Linked DNA regions of Mus musculus: region 1 is linked to region 2. A link is a contact called in public Hi-C data. All regions are on one chromosome and are shown on one strand. Each heading gives the region's core, a stretch centred on a gene start, on an enhancer-like site or on the middle of the called end of the contact. The rest is flanking DNA. Distances are from core to core; before and after follow the strand shown.

Region 1 (4,650 bases), core at 34-2,533, 950 kb before region 2:
GACTTCTCAGAACCACAGAGAACAAAATGACTCAACAGACCTCTCATAGCAGCCTGTGTGTGCCATCCTTCCTCAGATGGCAGTTCAAAATAGGGTGTCATATTCGAGCAATCTGAAGTTTCTAATATATAAGGGAAGTAAGTGAGATGGAAAGATGCAAACATTGAAGAGATGTAGGGAAGAAAAGAAAACAGAGGGGGAGAGGGAGCATAGAAAATAGCTTATTTAGCAAAGTCATTGTTGTTTAGAGAGAAGATCTCTGATAGCTCAGGTTGCCCACGAACTGGGTGACGTGGGGCTGAGGATTGTGGTGACCTGGAACTCTTTAATTTTCTTGCTTTCTTCCTTGGAGTCCTGGGTCTACAGGCTGGTGAACATGACCTTGGTTTAAGGTGGTACTAGAGATTCAATCCCGAGCCTGTGGTCTGCTATGTCAGCACTCTACCTACTGAGTCCAGCACAAAACAACGTCTGCATATTAGTTGCACAAGAGTAAACGCTATGCCAAAGTTTTCTCTCATAACCCTCCCATGACAGAGCTAAATGGATAGTTTCAAAAGAGTGGCCAAGTGGACTAAAGGCTATTTGAATCTGTAGGCTTTAGAGCCTGCATATAGAAGAATATAGGAGAGACTCTTGACAGGGAAATGTAGGACTAAGAGATACTAGAGGATAAAGGGAGAGTAGTGAAAGTCCACTGACTAAGGAAAGCATTCGAAAATGAAATGTTGAATTATGGTCATGGTACTTGAGCTGGCTCCTAGTGACAGGAAGTTTAGGTTCAGGTCTGATTTAGAAATATATAGAAAGTTCTCCCTGCCTTCACGTTGCCCCAAGCTCTCCAGTGTTTCTGGAGCTAAGGAGTTTGTATATATCACGTTCCACGCATCTGAAGACATACAAGAATGAGTGCAGGAGCACTTCCTGCCTCTTCCCGTTTTCTAGCAGGCACTTTTCTTGGGAGGAGACCTAGACCTCAAGATGCAGCAACAGACCAGTTTCAGGTTACAGCATCAAAGGCTATTTGATCAGAGACACTGCATTCTTGGTTACTCTCCACGTTTGCTCAATTGAGCAAATTTTTTAAAAAGATTTTTTACATTTTTGATTTCTAAATATGATCCAGACAGTTCTGAATGTCTAGTTGGATATGATCAAATGATCTGTGGTTCTGGTAAAGATCCTTGGAAACTGATGACACAAACTGCAGAGGAGAAAGAGAAGTTGGTCTCCTTCAACATCTTCATTCTGAGTGAACATCACACTTCCCCAAACACAGTTTGGGGCTCAAGCCAGTATTGCTTTTTCAAACCACTTATTTGGCCCTATGAGTTAGACAACCTGAGGCCAGTGAAGGGCAATCTCTTCTTTCAAAGGAGCAGAGATGCATACTCCCCATTTCGTTTCCTTCTGCCTTTCCTTTTTTCCTTTCTTCCTCCCCACTTCCTCCCTTCATCCTTCCTTCCTCATTCCCTCTTCCTCCCTTCCTCCCTCCCTCCTTCCTTCTTTCCTTCTTCTTCAGTTTCTTCCTCTTTCCCTCCTTCCTTCTTCTTCCTTTCTTCTTTCCATCTCCCCCGCCCCTCTCTCCCTATTTCTTTTAGTTTCCTTTGCCTCCAGCGTTTCATCTGAACTGGAAACATCTGATGACTTTCCACTTCTCCTGAGCCTTTCTTGGTCAGTTCGTGGTTCAGCCACAGATCCATGTACAACTGAAATGACAACCTCTTGCATTTACTCCTTCCTCATTTGCTCTCAGACCTCTGGTTATGCGTGAGGGTGTGGGAGAGACTGCACACACCACTAACACAGCCCTCCCTCCTCCCTCCACAAGAGCTCCCTAACGAACTGAAGACCTCCATCAAGACATGGTTGCCCCCCAAATGCCCCTGATGGAAGACACTGGGGGGACCTTGATGGTCTTAGAGCAGCGGTTGGTCATCAGGGCTGTATACAAATGCCCAGAGGCTGGACTCAGCAATAAACTTGTTTCAGGAAATGAAAGACGGAACCCATGGTTTCAACCAAGTTAGGGCAGAACTGAAAGTCTGCAAATAAAACTTATAGATCCTTAATCACAGCTTTCGCTCCACTCAGGTGGTAGAAAAACAATGTCGTTCTCTAAGAGACTGTTTTTTTTTTTTTCTTCAAGACCTCTTGAATAAACACACCGTGTAAAAATATTTATCATGTCAATATGGTTTAATAAGCATTCATTATTTATTGGGCTTCTGAGTGCTTAGGCAATACTACAATTAACTTTGCAGATTTGATTGGTTTTGATTGGAGGTCATTGGAAGGCAAGCTTGTACTTGTCTTAGCAGAAACAGGCAGAGCAATAGGCTGGATTGAGGCCTGAGAATGTTTGAGCAAGTCCCAAACTCTCTGGGAAATAAAAACCGTAACAGCTCCATAGTTGAATTAAGTACGAGATAAAAATCACATTGGCAAGAGCAGCGAACACCAGGATCAAACCACCTCTCAAACAAATTATTCCAGGAATAAATTAATCTCCCTGATGCTCATCTGCAGAACCGATGTGAAAGAGTTGTCACTTCCATGCTTGTCACTCACGGGGCTCAAGATTCCAACACACTAAACAGACCCTGCAGCAGGAGGACAGTGAGCGACACTTTCTAGTAATGTTTCACTCTGTCTAGTTACTACCACCCAGAGCATTCTTTTTCCCTGAATAATTCTTTGATTTCCTCTAGAACAATTATATTCTGTAAACAATAAAGGAGAGAGAATTAATATTTGCTGAGTACATATATCATATAATCTCAATAATATTTTGGGGTGAAAGAATTTTTCTATTCTTATATATTTCATTAAGAATACAAATAGGCCAAGAGTGGCTGGTGACGTATCAATTAGAACACAGGTCTCCATCCCCAAATCACTTTGTCTATCCATTCTGCCTCCTACGAGATAAGACATTACCCAACAATATATATTTAGAAGGACACTCCTTGCATATCGATCATCCTTGTCAGCAGGGTTCTTCCTTTTTGAGGAAGAAAGGTGTGGTGTCTCGTACACATACCTCAGAACAGAAGCTCAAGCCCAGGGAATCCTGTCAGGCTGTCATTGCTGGAGCTTCACTGATTTTCCCAGAACAGAAATAATGAGCATTGGAAGTACTGAGGCTCAGTGGATGGCCACACCCAGGTACCCGTCTTCTGACTCATGGACCATTGTAGGGTGTGAGGTGAAGTGAATCACCACATTCTTTCTCAATCATCCTACACAGACTGGACTCCTTGGGTTGGGAAGTAGGTCTAAGAACAGCATCTACACTTAAGTAGACACATTTAAAGAACAAGTACGCTACAGTCCAGCAAGGTCCTGGGTATAGTAGATACGGAAATACCTGAACTATAGAATAATAGTCTTATGTAATTCAAGAGAATTGGGATATTTGAACATAAAGGACTTCAGTCTCAGGTGTGATCAATAACCCTTATACTCTCAGGTGATGTTAAAGAGTGATTTGTGATTGCACTTAATGGATAGAATATGAGGTCATTGTAATAAAATGGCCAAAAGCCATGAACTTCTCAGGGGTTTCTCACATAGGAATAGGAAAAATATTTTTCATCTTACAACTTTCAAACTTGGTTTCTTTTCTTTTGTTGTTGAAATGTGGGAAATGATTTATTATTGACAACTACACAAAATCTTGCTAGCATCTTCTCTACTGATCTTTAGTAATCTCTGCTAGGAAGTGGATGGCACGAGGTCAATAAGGTCAGTAGTCAGCCTTATAAAAACATTTGGAAATTGGTAATAATCCTTCACATTTCCTGACTGGAAACAGACAGGCGGGGTCTCCACTTGTGTTTTCCAAACTTAGCTACACATTAGTCCACTTTCTACCATCTATTTGTTTTCACAGTATCTGGTCCTAGTAACTATTGATCGTTATTGCTGCTGTTGTAGTTTTGAGGGAGGGTCGGATGTTGCCCATGCTGGCCCTGAATGATCCTGAATTTCTGATCTTCTCTCTACCTTACAGACATGCACCACTATACCCAGTTGTGCACAGTCCTGGTCATCCAAGTCAGGCTGCCATTCATGCTGGGTAAGCCCTCTGCCAAATTGAGCTACATTATTAAACTGGTTTGTTCAGTGTCTAAAATGAACTCACATGTCTAATCAATGTACGATGGTGGATCTCACCAGCAAGGTGGGTCAACTTGGACAGTACAAGTTCCGATAAGCAATCTTAGAAAAATAAGGCTGTTGTCCTACACAGAGGGAAGACTGTATGGTTACCTGTCATTTAAGTGTAAGGTACAAAGCAACATATAAAACACACGTTAGAGATAATCTCCCAGAAAAGTAGCTCTGATTATTCTTGGTGCTGTTACAAGAAGTCTGGACCTGGTCAGGCTCCTCACCAGGGTTTGTGGCAACCACCAATGGCATTGAAGTCAGTTTTGACAACAGAAAGATTTGTTCAGAACTGGTTCTGTAGTAGATTCCCAAATGCTGCGAAAGGCTAATGGTTGAGCACTTACTTAACACATGGGAAGCCTTGAATTCTGTTCTCAGTGTATATTTGTGTACATGTACATCCTAAAAGAAAAAAGAAAATACAACTTAAGAAGTAATAATATCTTCCTTTATTATTTTTATATATACTCCAGC
Region 2 (4,497 bases), core at 1,397-3,896:
ATACAAAATTTATGTCAGGAGCACGGATTTTGTTAATTCATCCTCTGTAAAATGCTACTTTTCAACGTAAATGTAACTTAACTTGTCTTTACTTGAACCTTGTGGTCCTTTACACATATTCGCAATCACTGAAATACGCACAAGATACAGCTCATAGTGTGTGTGTGTGTGTGTGTGTGTGTGTGTGTGTGTGTGTGTCTGTGTGTGTGTGTGTGAATTTTCCTAATAGTAGAGATATGCATAGATTGAATACATATGTTTTTATGTCACTATCCAATATATAAACATTCTACCAATACTGGGTATAATCAGCTTACTGATAAGTAAGAAACTGAAGGATAGGTTCATTTTTCTTCATTCCGTGCTGTCATTTTTCAGCTCAAAAGGTTCTCCCCGCTTCATCTGTCTTTCTCATTCCTGACTCTTTCCTCCCTTCTTTGCTCCTTCATTCTCTTTCGCTCTCCTAGTATTGATACAGTACTCTGTTGGATCAGACTCTAAAGGGGGTTCTCATGGATGCCAAAGTGGGAATTCTATTGATCTAGGAGTTAAAGTCCATACCATCACAGATAGAAAGGCAAAACATGTCTTTAAGCATGTCTTTAAAGGGTGAATATCTCAGATAACTTCTGGGTAGATACTTTTCCATACCAGTTCTATTGCTTAATAGGTTTTGCTTCATTAATTTTGGGAAATTTTCTCCAACTTTTGAATTTAATACTGAGGTTGAAATCCTCATATCACTTCAATCCCAAGATGCTCTCAGAAATGTGTCTTAGCCAACATTGTTGCACACACACATTCACATGGAGACCATGATGAAATGATAAAAACTGGCTGTAGGTTTAGGTTCCCTGGGTCTGAGATGAGCCTTAGAATTCTATAGTTTTTAAGCTGGCAATCAGGTTATTCTGAAGTGGAAACTTCTAGTTCCTTTGGAAAGTTGGTTATGTCAAATGATGTTTTCCTGGGGCACACAGAAGAAAGGATGTCTTGTTAAAACAAACATGTGAGAGAATATTTTCCTGAAGCAAACATAGGTGAAAGGATGTTTTGATATAGCAAACACATGAAAGGATGCTTGATAAAGGGTATAAATATGACCCCACAGACAACTGGAGATGAGCACTGAGCTTTGATTTGTTTTGCTTTACCTAGATATTCTTCTTTGCTAATGATATGCATGTATTGGTTCACCTTACATAGCCTTGTTGTGGTAATGCATCCATTGGGAGAACCTTGCCAAGAACTGCTTGTGATGTTTCTGTGGCAGCTTGCAGCTTCCACGGCCTCATCTCAGGCTGGTTGTCATTCGTGCCTGGTGTCTGCCTGCCAAGATGACTGGACTTACAGCTGCAGGTTCATGTGCAGTATCTGTGTGCATAGAGGGCTGATTTGCAGCTGCTGAGTCATATTTGGTTTGCGCTACTAAACTGAACTGCTGAGAAAGAAGATAAAACTCGCCCCCAAGGAACTATTGCTGTAACAGGTCCAAGTCCCCTCATCCTAATAACTTTTCTCTTCTACTACCTCTGCTGGGTGGCAGGCTAGAGGAGAGGTTGAACCCTTATTAAAAGTAGGTTGCAAAAATTTTATGCCCACATTATTCTGTGGAAATTGGATATGGATGACATTGGGACTCACGGCTATCCTTGCTGCACAAACTATGATTGTAAGTCTATGGCCTGGAGATTGCCTGCAAGACTGTCAAAAAAATCAAGACCCCTAATGTTCCTTCAGCTTTGAGGGATAGAGTTTAAGATATATATATACCTACTTACCACTGAGCACTTACTCTCTGTGCTTAAGTTGTGAGTCTGAATTAACCACTGTCCAATGCAGAAAAAAAATGTGTTTTTCTGGAAAGGACTGAGCACTCCACAAATTTCTGCATAAAACAAAATAAGAACAACAACACACACACACAAAAAAAAAAAAAGAAAGAAAAGAAAAGAAAGCAGCTTGATACTCTGCTCCTGTGGATGACCCCACCCCCCCATGCAATTGTGGCAGCACTAATTGGTCTTAGTGGGTTATTAATAAAAGAATTTAGTATGGCATCTATGAGAGGGGAGGCCCTTGGTTCTGGGAAGGCTCAATGTCCCAGCATAAGGAAATGCTTGGGGGATGAGGCAGGAGTGTGTGGGTGGGTGGTGGAGCATCCATATAAGAGCAGGGGGGAGTGATATGGGATAGGGTGGTTTTGAAGGGGAAACCAGGAAGGAGGATAACATTTGAAATGTAAATAAATAAATTAACCAATTAAAAAGTATATAATGATTTCACAAAAGAACTTAAAAATTAGAAATGGGGGTATAAGAGAAGGATCTGAAAGAGTTAGGTGAATAGGATTGAAATACACTGCGTTCATATATGTAATTCTCAAATAATACATTAAAACATATATAGGAATAATTACACACACAGAGAGAGAGAGAGAGAAAGAAAGAGAGAGAGACAGAGACAGAGACAGAGACAGAGATAGAGACAGAGACAGAGAGAGCAGATTGAAAAATTTCCATCCTACACATACCCATGGAATGAGAGACAAAATTTTAACCAAGACACATCTGCTTAGTATTGCAAAGCACTGTTTGTAAAGCAAATTATGAAGCACTGTTACAAGCAAATCACGAGAGTATAAGTCAAAAACCAGGCAAACAGAAATGGAGCTTCCTAATGACTTACTTCCTCCTGCTCTGCAAAGCATTCTGTTAAGCCATGCAATTTTTATTTGACTTCTTGATCTCTGATTAGTTCCTTCTCCTTCGTGACTGCCATTTTAAATAAAAAGTGATATGTGTTGTGTTTATAATAATACCAATATAAATAGCTCTAATTAAAATGAGATGGAATGCATGCAGCATTCAAATAAAATTGACATAATTAAAATAATTCATGTGGCTATATTTTTTATATTTCAGTATATCAAAATAAATTAGTTGATTATAGAAGGTTAATAATTAATTTGAAATGTTTATAGTAAGATACTGACCTAATAATATGTTCTGTTGTCTTTCTAGATTTTAATATTTATATAATTTAGATGTTGGCTAAAAATGAATGTATGCTAAACTCTTATAATTAGATCTAGTTCTACTACTTTATAGTCAAGAGAGATACATTTATTTAAGATAGACAAATACCATTTGCATCACATTAGCATTTTATTTAGAGACAAAATAGCTGTACTTGTTAGTATAAATGAACTTATTTATCTCTGAGTACACAGATCTTAATTAATTGTATGAGTTTCTATGCTGTATGTGTGATCATCTGCATGTGAGTGCATGTATGTCGGAAAGTACATATGCATATGTATTTGTGAATGAACTTATTCACAAATGTATGTAAATACACACAGCACTTGTGTGGGAGACAGAGAATGTTAAGTGTGTGTGTGTGTGTGTGTGTGTGTGTGTGTGTGTGTGTGTGTGCATGTTTGTAAAGGGTAAAAGTCAAGTGTCCTTCCTCAGACACCACTTAACCTTTTTCTATTTGTGAAATGATTTTTCATTTCTGGAACTCACTAGACAGGCCAGGCTGGCAGAAAGAAGCTCAAGAGATCCATCTCCCTGCCTCCCTAGTGCTAGGATTACTAGCAGGGGTCAACAGATGTGGCATTGTTTTATCCTGGATTCTGGAGATGAGACTCTGGTCTTCTTGTTTCCAAAGCAAGCATTTTGCTGCCTGAGTTATCTTCCCAATCTTGAAATGATTTCACATCACCAAAAATCTTAAATAAAAACATGTCTATTCGATGCTTTGCTATCTTTCTAACTTGTTGACATTTTAGTTATTCTTCAACTAAACCATTTTGAATGTTATAATTTTCATGAGTTGTGATCTTTTTTATGTAGTTTTCATTTTGAGATTTTTGATAGTATATAAAAGAGTAAAAGTCACCAGATGCCTTGGAGCACATTTATCTGGACGCTATGGAAATCGTACTTGGGCGTGAGCAGATACAAGCGCTTCTTCTAGAGCACAGATGACCGCAAATTCTCTAGTAATAAGAAGTGATATAAAGAAACAGCACTTGTGGCCCAATCATGGAAGAGACTAGCAGGTTTATGAAGTTATGAACATAATTGCCTCATGTTCCAGCAATGGAAAGTACTTGTGACATACAAATGTCTTCACAACTCTGTCTGTGGGGATGTATGTGAGTTCTTGTTTGGGGTTCCTATCAAATTCCAAAGCATATGGGAAATTGTGGTTAGGAAAGGATAAAAGACCACATCTAGAAATCCTGAGTATCCCAAGCACACATTCCTCTCTTTTAACTAGGTTTTAGGTCCATCAAGCTAGCTCAGTACGTAAAAGGCATTGGTAGCTATGCTCAGACTTGAACTGAGTTCAATCCCCAGGAACCACATATAGAAGGAACCAGCCAACAGATGCTCTCTGATCTCCACACTGGCCAATGCCTGTCTACATTCACCTGAGTTCTTGTGCACGCGCACGCGCGCGCGCACACACACACACACACACACA

The links. A called contact is a pair of places that touch in the nucleus more often than the background predicts.
Region 1: a contact with region 2 is called in a Hi-C map of bone marrow-derived macrophages, with 10 read pairs. The contact joins two enhancer-like sites. A contact is called at or near these places in 1 of 484 Hi-C or Micro-C datasets (bone marrow-derived macrophages) and 2 of 115 datasets of contacts at active chromatin or transcription factors (embryonic hindbrain and microglia).

The regions. Positions count from the first base shown.
Region 1 is chr13:5,885,569-5,890,218 of GRCm38.p6, reverse strand. No RefSeq gene overlaps it. Among named protein-coding and RNA genes, the nearest start is that of Klf6, 26 kb to the right of the region's middle. Within about 2 kb of position 1,283, at least 111 of the 459 cell types and tissues checked have an H3K27ac peak or open chromatin away from gene starts, as enhancers often do. A contact at or near this core is called in bone marrow-derived macrophages, where this site is marked.
Region 2 is chr13:4,933,015-4,937,511 of GRCm38.p6, reverse strand. No RefSeq gene overlaps it. Among named protein-coding and RNA genes, the nearest start is that of Gm40658, 210 kb to the right of the region's middle. Within about 2 kb of position 2,646, at least 1 of the 459 cell types and tissues checked has an H3K27ac peak or open chromatin away from gene starts, as enhancers often do. A contact at or near this core is called in bone marrow-derived macrophages, where this site is marked.